2 separate regions of the Callithrix jacchus genome follow, and region 1 is linked to region 2. Evidence: chromatin contacts called from public Hi-C data. All regions are on one chromosome and are shown on one strand. Each heading gives the region's core, a stretch centred on a gene start, on an enhancer-like site or on the middle of the called end of the contact. The rest is flanking DNA. Distances are from core to core; before and after follow the strand shown. Region 1 has its middle 21 kb from the start of PABPC3. Region 2 holds the start of CPAP (centrosome assembly and centriole elongation protein).

Region 1 (2,700 bases), core at 164-2,663, 83 kb before region 2:
ATGGAAAGGCCCCACAGTGACAGAGCCCTTTCTTTGCAGAATTGGGATTGCTGCCCCCAGTCTGGCCTCTTTCTGCTATACTGTTGCTTCTCCTGAAATAACAAAATAACAATTTTATGATTTATAAATATATCTAGACATTCCCATAAACCTCCACCCTCCCGGGTTCCTCTTTGGGAATCTCCCTGTAACAAAAGGCAAATTAACAAGAGAGAAACAAACAGAAGTTTAACAGTATGTGTATCTCCTGAATACCTGGGCGATGACCCAGAACAGTGAGGAATTCTCTAGGGTAGATCCCAAAGAGCTTAAATACCATCTTTGTTTCTTTGAAGCAAAGACAGAAGGGTGCCTAAGCCTGGTGGTTTTGGAAAAGCTTTCTAAGTTTTTCTACGAGGTGTACTTCTTAAATTGTGCGGAAATGTGATCGCCAGCATTCAGAGGGACAAGGTCCTTCCTGAAAGGATTCAGGTGGACCTGGAAGTGTGTCACTGGAAGAGCTCCTCTGAGTGCTCACCTGAGAGCAGAAAACTGTCCCGAGAAGCAAAGCACCGAGGACTTGGGACCGAGGAGCATCCTCAGGCAATGCAAAGGCACATGCCCTTGGGGGACAGGAGCTGTGCTTGGCCCTGCCTTAGAGAGAGCAGGAGCAGGCTCTTTGCTAAAGGAAAGGACAGAGTGGCTCTGGAAAATCTGTCCAGAGTGTGAGGGGATGGGGGAGAATACTGGGGCCAGGCGTTGCGGCTGATCTGAAACAGCCACAGTGTCACATGCAAGGGCCCGGCCCAGTGTTTCATCCCGAATGCTGAGGACGTCCAGGCATTCAGCTGGCACTGATTGCATCGGACACAGAGCCCAGGAGCCTGGCCCAGTCACGAAAGCACAAGGCCAGCCCAGGACAACAAGAAAGAGCCGCGCACAGAGCTCCAGGCTCTCACAGAGACTGAGAAGCAGTGCTTGGTTACAAGGCTGTGCTGGGATTCCCAGGGGCAGTTGGGACTCTTAGTTGGGTCATCAGCAAAACAGAGGTACAAACATTTTTAAAAACTCACCGAAGTTCTGATTTTGCAATGAAAATATGGAAGAAGGCTCTTCTGACTTCAGCGCACATGCCATTTGCATCCCGTATGATTACCTGCTTGTCTATTTTTGTGGCACCACAGTGTCCTCACACCTTAGGCCTCTAAAACCTCATGGTGTGGCTAAGAATGAGGCTCGAGAGTTCTGGAAAGAGAAGACAAAGAAAGCAAAACCTCATTAGGCTTTTGGGCATTTAGGAAAGAATGTGCATTGAATTTTCCTTTTGGTGCCAAGTAAAACTGAAGATGCCCCCATTTTTGCCAGAATTCACCCTCCTGGCATTTTCATACCAGTCTCCTCTTCTCTAGTGTCATCTCCCATCCCAAGGGCTGAGAAGGCAGGGTTAGGCCCCACGGTTTGCCTTATGATCATGTTTCTGTGGCTCATTCTCCAACAAAATCCATTACTCCTGCTGCCTCTTTTCTGGTTTCATCTCTCACAGCTTTAATTCGTCTTCATAAAGATTGTTCCAGCTGGGCACAGTGGCTCATGCCTGTGACCTAGCACTCAGAGGTCGAATCTGTAGGATTGTTTGAGGCCAGGAGTTCAAGGCCGGTCTGGGCAACATAGCGCTGTTACCAGAAAAGAGTCCCATCCAGACCCCAAGAGCGGGTTCTTGGATCTTGTGCAAGAAGGAATTTAGGGCAAGTCCACAGTGCAAAGCAAAAGTAAGTTTATTAAGAAAGTAAAGGGGTGAAAGAATAGCTACTCCACAGACAGAGCAGGGTGTTCTCGAAAGTAAGAGGAGAAACGCGTCCTCCCTGGGTACAGTGCTCATCTATATACAGGATTAAAAACAAGATCATGGGGAGATGTACTCTGCTACCAGGGTTTGTGATAAAGGGTTAATTTTCTTAATTTATTTTGCAAGAATCGATATTATTATCTTTAAAGCAAAATTAGGAATGCACCTATTCTCAAGCTATTGGGATATCAGGAGACTCCTAAGTCTGGGTCTGTTTCGTAAATGTTATCAACCTGTTCCCTTAACTGTAAACATCTGGAGGCTAAGAATCCCTAACTTTCTAGGAATGCAGCCCAGCAAGGCCCAGCCTCATTTTTCCTAGCCCTCACTCAAGATGGAGTTGCTCTGGCTCAGACACGTCTGACAGGGAGACCCAGCTAGGAACCTATGAAGGGTCGAGGAGAAAATTGTTTTCACTCCTCTACACAAGCACTCTCATTCTCCCAGTCATCTAGGTTTGTGCCAATAGAAGTTTTGAATATTAGCATTTTTGTTAGTTATTTTGTCCTGTAAATCTTCCTTTCCCAATGGCTTCTGAAATCTGTATTTTCATTTCCAAAAAAATTCCTCTAGAATTCATGCTTTTATGTTATTTCCTGTTTGGCAAGTAACAATGTCAATTCATACATGTTTTGGGGGTGAAATGATGGAAGAAAGCCCATTTGCAAGCCAGCATCAGAGGAGGGGTAACTGGGAGGCAGGGACAATGCATGAATTACCCGCAGGGTGTAGCAGGCCCTCTACACAGGCTGACCGAATGCTAGTTAGAAGGAAAAGACAGGAGAAGACACCCACCTGGTCTTTCTTCCAGTCTCTGATCTTGCTAATCCAGCCTACTCAACGTTCATAAATATTCACATTTCCAGGTTATTCCC
Region 2 (2,700 bases), core at 45-2,544:
AAACACAAATATGAAAGTGATAAATTATTATAGTACACAAATAGAAATATATCTGGAAATGAATAGCTTTTCAGTAGCCAAAATAATACATATCTCTCTATGTAGTCATTTTGTGATTTGCTCCTGAGATGGAACCTATCTGTGGAAACAAATGATTTATTTAGAGTTCTAATTATTCTAGACCTGGAGGGGGCTATCATGAGTATAAAGTTTACATCCAAAATTATCAGTTATCTTTTTGGTTTTTAAAAATCATCATAAACGATTCTACAGATTCTATCTATAGATTCCATATACTTTGCCTGCCCTGGGTTTAACGGCATTTGCAACCTACTCTTGAAGAGGTGAAATAATTGCCGCCATGCGGTGGCAGTGACTGTCTCAACAGTGAGAAACATGGAGGTTTTTGGGTAACTGAAGCAACAAGGCATGGAGACAGCAGCTTCTACACAACGTCAAGCGTGACTCTCCCAGGGACCAGGATCCTTTTCGCACAGATATTCCCTTTCCTTAACCTCATCTGTGCTTCGACTCAAGAAGCTTTGCTGCTAAGTTTCACTGAGGGTCAAAACACAATGCAGGGCCGGGCACAGTGCCTCACGCCTGTAATCCCAGCACTTGGAGAGGCCGAGGCAGGTGGATCACTTGAGCTCAAGAGTTTGAGACCAGCCTGGCCAACATAGTGAAATCCTGTCTCTACTTAAAATACAAAAATTAGCTGAACATTGTGGTGCATGCCTGTAATCTCAGCTACTTGGGAGGCTGAGGCAGGAGGATTGCTTGAACCTGGGAGGCAGAGGTTACCGCGAGTTGAGATCGCCCCACTGGACTCCAGCCTGGGCAATAGAGTGAGACTCTGTCTCAAAAAAAAAAATGCAGCATTATAACAAATTCTGACCAAAGGAAAAAATAGTGAAAAAGAAGACCTGCCATCTGTGTGCCCCATGTTCTCTACATACGTTGGCTTATTTCATCTTCTAAGTGTCACTTGGGATCACAGAGACACCCAGAGCTCAGCTTTGGCCTCACGTTCAGCTGAAACCCTGCTGTCTGCCTGTGCTTCCTCTCTGGAAGCCTGCTGCAACCTTATTTATGTCACTCCTGAACCTGCATCTGATCAATGGTCATCTCCTTGCATAGGTTACCACTGTATCTAATCATTGTGAGAACATTAGTGATACAAATGTGGTGTGACATTTTAATTTGTTGTTAGTATTAAAATTCAGTATTCACTTTTATTTTATTTTATTTTTTATTTTATTATTATTATTTTTTGAGACGGAGTTTTGCTCCTTTTACCCAGGCTGGAGTGCAATGGCACGATCTCGGCTCACTGCAACCTCCGCCTTCTGGGTTCAGGCAATTCTTCCGCCTCAGCCTCCTGAGTAGCTGGGAATACGGCCACGCACCACCATGCCCAGGTAATTTTTTGTATTTTTAGTAGAGACGGGGTTTCACCATGGTGACCAGGATGATCTCGATCTCCTGACCTCGTGATCCACCCGCCTTGGCCTCCCAAAGTGCTGGGATTACAGGCGTGAGCCACTGAGTCCAGCCCCACCTTTAAATCTAGGTAAAGATTCTATGTGAAACTTGAAGTGGAAAACCTCCTTTAAGTGTTTAGAGATTGGAATTCTATCATTCAGTCAAAGTATGAATCATATGTATTATTACAAAACTGTGGTGAGTGCAAGAGTCATTAATCTGTGTAAAAGAAAGCATGCTTTAAGATATATATCTTTTATTGAGTCCACAAATATACATGGAAATTTAGATGATAATACATGCCAGAATATAAAAGATTAATAGGCCAGACACAGTAGCTGACACCTATAATCCCAGCACTTTGGGAGGCCAAGGCAGGAGGATTGCTTGAGGGCAGGAGACCAGCCTTGGCCAACATAGTAAGACCCCATTTCTACAAAAAAAATATTTTTAATGTAGCCAGGTGTGGTAGTAGGAACCTGTAGTCTCAGCTACTTGGGAGGCTGAAGCAGGAGGATCGCTTGAGTCCAGGAGGTTGAGGCTTCAGTGAGCTGTGATCACACCACTGCACTCCAGCCTGTATGACAATGTGAGACTCTGCCTCAAAAAAGAAAAAATCACAAGGAGGAAAAACTCCCAAATCATTCTACATCAAGGCATGTTATATATCATCTTTGATTCAGATGTAATACAGACCAAAGGGAGAAAAGTAGAATATTTATATTAAAATGAGCAAGTCAAACACTTGCTCCTCTAACAGTCATGGGTGGAAGTGGGCTCTGTCTATTTGTGTGTATGGTAGGCAGCTGGCTGTAGAGATATTTTGCTGACAGTGGAGAAATTATTGTATCTTCCCCATCATGTCACACTTATAACATTTTGACATGATGTTTTATCATTAAAGTTGTAGGATAAAAACTTTAATGATAAAAACATGTCAATGTGGCGGGTTGAATGCAAGAATGGCTTGAATTCTCTCCCCCTGCTCATATTCAGGCCCTGGAAATGTGACTCTGGAGCCCCTCCCACCAGGAGGTGGAGTCTGTTTCCCACACTTAGAATCTGGGCGGCTCTGTGAGTTTCTTTACCAAACAGAATGTGGCAGAAGTGACCGTTCTGAACTCAGTTCTCGGGAGGCCTTGCAAGCTTCCATTCCCATCCTTTGAACCCTCTCATGCCCTGAAGGCAAGCTCAGTTCTCTACTGGAAGCTGAGA

The links. A called contact is a pair of places that touch in the nucleus more often than the background predicts.
Region 1: a contact with region 2 is called in a Hi-C map of induced pluripotent stem cells, with 3 times the contacts expected there. The contact joins the enhancer-like site here to the promoter of CPAP in region 2. A contact is called at or near these places in 3 of 3 Hi-C or Micro-C datasets (induced pluripotent stem cells and skeletal muscle).

The regions. Positions count from the first base shown.
Region 1 is chr5:144,348,769-144,351,468 of calJac240_pri, reverse strand. No RefSeq gene overlaps it. Among named protein-coding and RNA genes, the nearest start is that of PABPC3, 21 kb to the right of the region's middle. Within about 2 kb of position 1,413, at least 3 of the 16 cell types and tissues checked have an H3K27ac peak or open chromatin away from gene starts, as enhancers often do.
Region 2 is chr5:144,266,048-144,268,747 of calJac240_pri, reverse strand. It overlaps CPAP (centrosome assembly and centriole elongation protein), which reads left to right and starts at 1,294. Exons shown (of 19, transcript XM_054256719.2): 1 at 1,294-1,421.